Linked DNA regions of Mus musculus: region 2 is linked to region 1. A link is a contact called in public HiChIP or PLAC-seq data. All regions are on one chromosome and are shown on one strand. Each heading gives the region's core, a stretch centred on a gene start, on an enhancer-like site or on the middle of the called end of the contact. The rest is flanking DNA. Distances are from core to core; before and after follow the strand shown. Region 1 holds the start of Prkar2b (protein kinase, cAMP dependent regulatory, type II beta). Region 2 holds the start of F730043M19Rik (RIKEN cDNA F730043M19 gene).

Region 1 (4,580 bases), core at 1,598-4,097:
CTTACTCTTTCTCTACTGTGCCAAGAGAACTGCCCAGTGCCTGCTGGGTTTTCTTCAGCATTCTCCTGCATACAGACAGAACCTTAATAGGTTTGTGGGTTTTCAGTCAATTCCACAAACTTTCCATAAATGATGACTCTATCTTGATGTGTCTGTGTGTGCATATACACACACACACACATGCACACCCCCCCACACACATATATATTTATTCCCTATGATCAGGTTTGGATACATCATGGCCTTGTACAAATTCAAGCTCCATAGAGTGTACTTGTTTAAAGGGCTGTTTAAAAAGAAGAAGACCCAGATGATAGGATGCCCACAAAGTCTGAAAGGCCATCCACAAAAACAGTTTGACAAGCGTTTTGTAGCTCACAGTTCTTTTTTAAACCGATTCTCAACACACTTTACATCTAACATAATTAAAGTGTTGGGTTAGAAAAATATAAAAGAGAATTGCCCCAATTGAGGTTATACCAATGCCAAAGTTTCGGCTATGCACATGCCCGTACACATCTGCTGGATAAAGATCAAATTGTGTTATAGTCAAGAAGTTTTAAAACCCCTGGAGGTAGAGATGTTAAAAGGCAACTGGTTAAGCATTTATTACAACTGACCTTGAGTGATTTTTATAGAAAAGATGACTTGGGGAATAGAAAGCTTCATAAAAATTACAAAAGCACTTCTTTCTTCCAATGTGCAAGATACACATTCTTGCAAGGAGAAATTAAACCAAAGCAAAGTGCTTCAAGAGAATTAGATATAATTAGGTTTGACTGTATTAATACTGTATTCCAAAGAGCACAGAGGCTCTCCCAAGCCTCCCTTCTCCTTGGTGCCTCCCATTCAGGACACTAGTCCCCTTTTCCATTGTGCATTGCTTGCCTGCGCTTGCATCCCCATGCCACAGACACATAGCATGTGCACAAATGTGTGTGCATACAAGTATTAGACGTCACTGTCCTTTCTATACCATCTGTGTAAGATGCTGTCTAGTTCCCCTTCCTAGTGAGACAAGCATCTGATTTGGTGTGGGAACAATTAAAACTATGATTACCCTATTCTCAAAGCACCCAAATGTCCCAAATTAAAAATCTAAATAGCAATCTTTCACATTCACAGAGCACTAACATCCAGGGTTTGTGTGTTTTAAACAAGCTAAGAATGCATTAATTTTATAACCCATTCAACATATAATTAATTCTACAAAGGAATGAAAATCTTCCTGGGAGGAGGGCGTAAGGGAAATGAAGTGAATGGCCCTTTAGTGTTTTCACTGTGTGAAAGGCATTGTGGACACACAAATCCCACACCAGCAGCATCAACAAATAAAAGCTGCATGCATGCTCGCCTCACACCACCAAGGAAAATACTTGTCCATTTGCACACCACGGCATTTCAGCCCGGGCTCCTGCAAAACCTGGGGTTTGGTCATATTGTGTAAACACGCATGTGTGTCTGGTGTGTCAGGGAGAGGTGGGAAGCATAAGGGGTGGGACTCGCCAAAAGCAGCTATTTAAAACAATCCCTTTCTCTCCCATTCATTCTCTCTAGCTTCAGTGTCTGGCGTGGTCCTTAGATGCTGGCTGGCTTTTCATTAAGACAACTGACAAAGCTCTTAGAACTTCCCATGGTGTTATTTTTTTTTCCACACACTTTAAAAAGAACATCAAAATCATTCAATATATGTTTTGTATCTTTTTTTTTAAAGAAAGAAAATCATTGGCCTATTTCCTCATGCCAAAGACCCCCTAGGTATCAGGCTAAATATGCTCCTTTGTTATATGTCCAAAAATATCGCCACCACATGGTATTGGAAAAACTGGAAAATAAATTATTCGTATTCCAAGAATGTCACAGCTATTATCGTTAATTTGTTTTACCTCAGCGAGTCCGATTTCACACTCTTCTCACTGAGTCCTACATGCTTCGCCCTTTCTCCCAGAACACTCCATTAATAAATCTAAAGGGCTGAAAAGAGGCCGCCAAGCGCCCTTCATGCACAATGGTACTCCCGGAGCCTGAGACATCTCCAACCACGGGAAAGTTAACGATCCAGCAAGATGCCCACCCTAAATCGCCCCGGAAAGAGAGGTGACAGAGGGGCAGCGGGAGCGCAACCTCTCCTTTCCCCACCTCCAGAGAAAGGGAGGGCATGACAAGAGAGCTGAGTAGGAAGGTGGGCGAGTGGGAGCGACCGAAATGGGTGCTGAGGGGGTGGGCGTAATGGGAAGGTGGAGAGCACGGGGAAGGTGGGGAGCTCAGCCCGGGGTTCAAGAGCGAGGCGGGGTTCGAGAGTGAGGCGGACGCGGCGGCCGGGGCTCAGGGCGCGAGGGGGCCGGTCCTCACCGTTGAACGCCCCTGCTTCCGCGGCCTCCTCCTCCTCGCCGTTCTCGGAGTCGGAGCGCATGGGCTCCTCGGCGAAGTTGACACCCTTACTGGGGATGCCGCCCCCGGCGGCTGCGCCCGCGTCCCCCCAGGTCCTGCCCTCATGGCCGAAGCGCGCGGCGCCCTTGCGCTCGTTCTCCTGCTGCAGCCGCGTGAAGTGCTGCAGCGCGAACTCCAGCAGGTCGGCGGGCTGGTGCCTCAGCACCTCCACCGTGAAGCCCTGCAGCAGCTCCGTGAGCCCCGCGGGGATCTCGATGCTCATCCTGCCCGTGCACGCCGAGGCGCCTGGACGCCGCCCTCGCCCCCTATCCGCGGTCCGGTCTCGGGCTGCGCGGCTCCCGAGCGAGCGCCCCGGGCGCTACCGGCTGCGAGCGCGGCGCACTGGGCCCCCGGCGAGGCTGCTCCGTGCGGCGGCAGCAGCAGAGCGAGCACAGCCCGGGGAGGGTTGGCAGCATCTCCAGCTCCTCCCGCTCCTGCTCCCGCCGCCGCTGCGCCGCCCCCCGCCCGGCGCCCCGCCTCCGCCCGCGCGCCCACGTGATCCCCGGAAACCATGGCAACCCGGCGGGCGGGAGCACTGCCGCCTCTCAAGTGGCCCCAGGGTGGAGGCAGCCTGAGCCTGGGGCGTGGGGCTGAGGCCGCGCGCTCCACCTGAGCTCCCTGAGCGAATCCCACGCACCTTTCTCCCTGTCCCACGCAGAGTTGGTGCGGCGCAATTCCTGCTGAAACTTCAGCCTCCACCTTGGTGGCTTTTCCTTTTCCTAGAATCCAACCCCAAGAGAAACGTGCGTGGTGTCTTTTGTTAGTCGCACAGCCCTACTGGTTCTCTTCTGGATAAAAGAGATGCTGCCACTTGTCTGTCACAAAATTTTCTTTAATTCCGCCTTTTAGCCTCGTGGCTGTGATGGTTTGCCTTACAGATGCTCTGCCACACTCTGCTTAGTACATTTCCTACTGGTTACTGAGACAAAGGCCGCATTTATTGTGTAGCACTTAACAAAGTTAGTTGATCCTTCAAGACAGGATACAGGGTAGTCAGGGCAGCTGGACAGACAACTAAGGGTGTGTTACCTGATTAGCCTCTTGTTGCTTATTTTTAAAACCTTTCCTGACACTTTGCGTCACTTCAATTAAATCTCCAAAATTTGAATATAGCAATAAAAAGGAAAAGAGAACTACACATTTGTGCTTTTTAAAGAAAACCCTTGTCTTTAAAACGAGCCTATTCTGAGAATTTTGAAACAGAAAAATTTATCTTTTGCCAAATTAAACGCTGTATAAATATGCATACTTTATTTTCTACGATGCCCATTTCATTGTAAAGCAGTCCAAGTGCAAACTCACTTGAGTTTTATTTTATTCTTAAGTTTTATTTATTTATTGAGTTTTATTTTATTTCCTTAGTTGTTCTCACTTACCTTTCTGCCCACACATAAGGAAAATATGTGACTCACGAAACCCAAAACCTAGAAATCAAAAATATCATTTCGTTTTATTTTTTAAAAATTGCTTCTTACCCATTTGTTTACAATGTTTATTTATCTTTTTTTTTCATAAGGGAATTCATTTCTCAAGTTCAGTTTCTTAACCTCATAATAATAATACTGGTGTGTGTTTTTTTTAAAATAACATACTTCTAAATTGTAATTGTGTGGTGTATAAGAAATAAACTCAGAAAAATGTGGTCTTCACATGAGGCCATATGGAACACAGTATTAGTCAAGTTCTCTACCGAAATGTTTTGCAGATCCAATAATCTAAGATGTATTTCTATCATGTTTCTCCCTACTGCTCAGCAGAAAATGCAAAGAATACTAGTTAAGATGGGATTTTATCGTTGCGGTCCTCAATGTCGATCAAGAATCCTCGCTCATTCAAGCTCATTGCTGTGTAATTCTGGCTTTGTGGCTCCTCCACCTCCAGTCATTTCCTCTAAGTCAGCTAACAGGAAAGTGGGGAAGAGAAAGGAGCCTCCTTCCGGCAGCAAACACTCATCTTTTCTTTTGGCTACAACTTCTGACCACATACATTTTATTTTCTGAAAGTGAGTAATGGTACCTCCCAGCCCATGTGCTCTTCCACAGAACAACTTTACCATTCCTAAGCCCGGAGTGCAACGCAAGGGGGATTGTGACTGCTTTGGCCAGTGGTGCATTTAGAAGTCACTCTAGCCCTCTGGTAGGTGCCTGACC
Region 2 (4,657 bases), core at 1,423-3,922, 1.1 Mb after region 1:
GGAGGGAGAGAGAGAGAGAGAGAGAGAGAGAGAGAGAGAGAGAGAGAGAGAATCATGACAAACATGTCTTATGACTCACTATGTATCAGGCCTTATTTATCTGCAGGGCTCAGCACCCTGAATTTCCCCTAATACATTAACTTAAAGAGAACAGCAGCTTTGGGTGACCATTCAACGGATCAAGAAAGCTGAGGTTCAGTAGGATTCGGGACATTGAATCACATGCTCACACTATCCCACGCTCCCTCAAGCTCCCCTCCCCCAACTACATTAAGCAATGAGGGCTGGCTTTGTTTCAGTGAGTACGCGTACATCAGTTTTCAACTTCTTCCCAGGTGAGCTAAGGGGTAAGAAAGGGCTACCATTGCTCCTATGGTGGCCCTGGCAAGTGACAGTGGTTAGGAACAGAGCAGGATCCACTAAGTCCGAGCCACAGGGAGTACAGAACTCTTTTGCACATCCTAGGAGACAGGAGTCTGTTGACTCTGCCAGGAGCAAGGGGACTGGAAAGCAGAGGACACATTCCCATGGAGGTTGCCCTGCCCTGCCAGAATGCAAATGTCCTGGGTTCCTTCAGTTCTACTTATCAAAAAGAGTCTGTTCATCATGCCCGGCTCATTCATGGCTGGGCTCTAGTGCTATCCATTAACAAAGAGCTGAAATCCCTCCAACTGGTATTCCTAGGTGGCGAGGAGGATTTCTGATGTTAGTCCTGTTTCTAATCTATCACCAGAAGTGAGGTAGGAAAAATAAACAACATGGTCCAACCAGCAAGGTGGGTGGTACACTTGCCTTCCAGGTGCTGAGAAATCTTAGAGAAAAACGAATGGTGTAGGTAGCAAAGTCCTCACAAATTGAGATGCTCAGAGAAATTTAGCAAGAGTGGCAGATGGGATAGATGGATTCATTTAAGTCGAAGTCTATTAAGCAATTTTGGGGACATGTTTGAATGGAACATGTTGGTTTTTTCCTAGCTGCCTCCAGCTAGCTCCCAATGATGGTCCTAGTAGGACACAAGACGTTACACAGCTAAGCCACACCATCGACCCACATATGCTTACATTCACCCAAGGTTCTGCATGGTCCCCTTTTCTAGGCAAGACCAGACCTCAGCTTACTATAAGATCTTCCCAATTTCTAATATGCAGAGCAGATTCCGTTTTCTTGGTGACACATTTTTTCTGAACACTCTTAGCTCATTTCAACTTCCGCCAAGGAACTGGCCCTGCCGTGAAAGTCCATACCCTTGCCACACTGGTCTGGGGTCACTGTACACATGCCTAGCTTCCCTGAAGAGCTAAGCATGATCGTTCTCCAGCTGCAGCTCTGTGAAGACCAGGATGGATCTCCCTCTCTCTCTGACCCTGGGCAACCGGTCCATGAGAAACAATGTTATTTAAAAAGATGCATGGGTGAAGTAATGTCAGGTACAGCGCCTGGCTCATCTAAGATGTCAAGGTCTGAGAAATATTTCCCAAACCACAAGTATTTAAAGTAAGGTAATTCCTTACCCACTGGCACCTTAGTTAGGTAGCAATTCATCCAAACCTGAGAATTATCCATGTCCCATAGAGGCAGGCCCACTCGCGCACACACATCACAGCTGAAAACAAGCCTCCAGAGGTTCCTTCCCCGCCCCCATCCTAATGCAGGTTTTGAGGTTCATGGTGCTGAGTGCCAGGACATTCCAGCCCCACCAGAATACAGCCCAGAATTAAGCAACGCTTCAGTGTGGAGCAGAAGGGCTCCCGGGGACAGCAGTGGTAAGAATGGAAGGATGCTTCACAAATAGAAAAGTTATTGATTACGGGGGTAAGGGTGTCTTTACAGTTTAGGGAATTCCTAGTAAGCAAACAATTCTAAAGAGGTAACAGAAGGTTAAGGTCTCATTTACCAGCCCCTAGGGTCAGAAGAGACATCTCAAAGCGCCACGCGTCTACACACCTGGCAGTCAGGTTCTCCGGTGATGCGAAGTCCTCTGGCCAACCTGCTTGCTCTGTGCAAGTGCTGGGTCTGAGGGAGGGGCTTAGCATCACCCAAGAGCCTTGAGCTCGCTCAGTCTCTGGTGTGCGCGGAGCAAAGTCTCCGCAGTGGCTCTACCAGCTGGGACACACAACCATCGCACAGATCCCCGGGAACGCCAGAGACAAAATGATTTTGGAATTTTGCCTGCTATGAAACCAAGGATGGGATGATCACTCCCCTTGCCCCCACTCACCGGTTTCTCGGAGTTATGTCCATTTCCCCTTTGCTTCTGACTCCTGAAGGCATCTGCGAAGAGACCGGATTCCAAGGCTCACCGAGAGAGGAGACAGGGTGAAGTGGATGGTAGCTGGGAGGTGTACTCTCTAGAGTCCCTGCTCTACCCTGAGGGATAAGGATGGAGGGGTGCAAAACAGCCGATTTCGTTCCCACTAAGCCTCCGGGATCCTTCTGGGACGTCGCATGGTGGGTGACTGGGACTCTGGGAGGAAGAGACTTGCAGCGAGCAAAACTTTCGGTCCTCCAGCGGCGACTGGACGAAAGAACCTGTGCTTCTTCCCGGGGTCGCGCCAGGGTTGCTGGCTGGACAGGGCGGCGGGGCGCAGCATCCTGGCGCGAGGCGACCCTGCCCGGCTGAACCGGCGGCGCACTCAGGCTCTGCTCTCAGCCTGCCGGACTCCGCGCTCTCCCGAGCCCCGCGCACACGGCGCCTCTCTGGCGCCCCCAGCGGCTGCACGCAGCACAGCAGGGCCGGGCAGGGCCGAGCGCGCCCCGCCTCCCGCCTCCTCCGCCGCCCTCCTCCCCCTCTCAGAACACTCAATGTCGGAACGTTCCGAAGATGACGTCGGAGCGTTCTCGAATCCCGTGTCTCTCGGCTGCTGCTGCCGAAGGAACAGGGAAAAAGCAACAAGAAGGAACAGCAATGGCGACACTGCACCGCAAAGTGCCCAGTCCGGAGGCGTTTCTGGGCAAACCCTGGTCCTCCTGGATCGACGCCGCCAAATTACACTGCTCCGACAGTAAGAACCCCACCGCCTGTACCTCCTTTTATTATCCTGTAACCTTTCCATTCACCTAGAGCCACTGGGAAAAAGTGTGTGTGTGAGAGAGAGTGGCCCCCGGCGTCCTCCATGCTTCTCTCTCTCTCTCTAAATAAATACACACAGACACAGACCATCAGAGCACAGAGAGGCCCGGCTGCCAGCAAAGCTGTCTGTCTGTCTGTGCCTGGCTCTCCGGGGCAGGCAGCCTGCGGGGTGGGCTTTCGCAGCCCCACGGTGGTGTCTGTTTAAAAGGCGACTCTGTTGCTGCTTGCATAGTTTTTTTTTTCCTTTCCTTTTTTGGGGGTACCTATCTGGGCCAGGTAGATGGAAAGCCAGACTCGGGAGAAAATGTTGCATTGTCAAATTTTGCAAGATTTTCAGATACAGTATTTAGATCGATCTGTTTGTCAATAAACACTCTCCCTCCCCCCTTGACTTTGGCATCCCCCCTTTTTTCCTCATTTTCTTTTTTCCTTTTCTTTTTCATCTGCAGATGTAGATTTAGAAGAGGCTGGAAAAGAGGGTGGCAAAAGCAGGGAGGTTATGAGGCTTAATAAAGAAGGTAAGTGGAGCTCTTGGCATGTTAGTGTTAGCTTGTGTGGCAGAGTCTTCACAGGCTTTGGAATATAATGTGAATTGTTCTGTTGGGTACAGAGTGACTAAGGCTTGTCAGAAATTGAGCACGCCCAGGTGACTACTGCTTCACTGTTAACTTCCTTCTTCGAAGTATAAATACAACTTGGGGGGGGGGTCTTTCAGTGTGGGGGAGGCTGTGGAAGGCAGAAGTTTACTGCACTCCGCTGGAGTCCACATTGGTCTCTGCCATTCTCCTTGGAGCACCATTGGCCAATGGTGGTGGTGGGGTTTGAAATCCCTGAGTGAGGAGGCATGGGGCTCCCTTCACAAGCATTCCAGCCTCCCTTGTATGTAAATTCACAAGTTTTAATGAACCCCACATGGTCGGTCATTCCGGCAGCTTCTCCACTCTCACTGAAAACCGTTGCACATGGCAAGCCTTGGCTGCAAGTAGCATTTTGTTACTTGTTGCTGGTCACGGTCACAGACTGTAGGCAGTGACCAGGGTTAGGGGTTATCAATATGTGCAGATCTTTGGCCTGCACTCTGACCCCTCCCCCCACAAATCTGTGCTTCCCAGCATGAAAATATGATACCTGAAAGGGGACACATTGAACAGACAATGACCCCAGATCTGGCATGTGAGTGAAGCCATTATGTCAGGCCTGGGCACACCATACACCTTTGGTTGTTGTAAATCAGTGATCCTTGTTTGCAAGCCTGCCATTGGTCACTCTGGCCTCTGGCTTCAAATGGAGCCACACTGGAGGACCTACTTTGTGCTTAAAGAAAGGATGGGTTCGTTTGAATTGTGATGCACTATCTGGAGTCTTGTATGGAGAACTGGCCGAAATTGGTGGTGGGAAGGAGTCATGGAGGGGCCAGAGGAATTGATGGGGGTTGTCAAAAAAGTTCAGACGTAACTTGACAGTAGGAGCATTTTCTCATCCGCGGCGAGTGGAGAAAAGCCATTCGAGTCTGCAGCCTAGTCCACTGGTGAAAGGGGGTGTTGCCCGCAGAGGTGGATGAGACCTGCTTGGAAAGTTGGGACTTGC

What was found. HiChIP or PLAC-seq counts read pairs in DNA pulled down with a chosen protein or histone mark.
Region 2: a FOXA1 HiChIP or PLAC-seq map of pancreatic cancer cells shows a contact between it and region 1. The contact joins the promoter of F730043M19Rik here to the promoter of Prkar2b in region 1. A contact is called at or near these places in 2 of 39 promoter capture datasets (hippocampal neurons and liver) and 1 of 115 datasets of contacts at active chromatin or transcription factors (pancreatic cancer cells).

The regions. Positions count from the first base shown.
Region 1 is chr12:32,058,430-32,063,009 of GRCm38.p6, forward strand. Prkar2b (protein kinase, cAMP dependent regulatory, type II beta) reads right to left here and starts at 2,848. Exons shown (of 11, transcript NM_011158.4): 1 at 2,353-2,848. The coding sequence starts at 2,653. Gm51992 (a long non-coding RNA gene) reads right to left here. Exons shown (of 3, transcript XR_003950224.1): 2 at 4,484-4,580; 3 at 3,790-3,854.
Region 2 is chr12:33,144,914-33,149,570 of GRCm38.p6, forward strand. It overlaps F730043M19Rik (RIKEN cDNA F730043M19 gene), which reads right to left and starts at 2,673. Exons shown (of 6, transcript NR_015602.3): 1 at 2,219-2,673. It overlaps Atxn7l1 (ataxin 7-like 1), which reads left to right and starts at 2,058. Exons shown (of 11, transcript NM_001374022.1): 1 at 2,058-3,002; 2 at 3,520-3,588. The coding sequence starts at 2,822.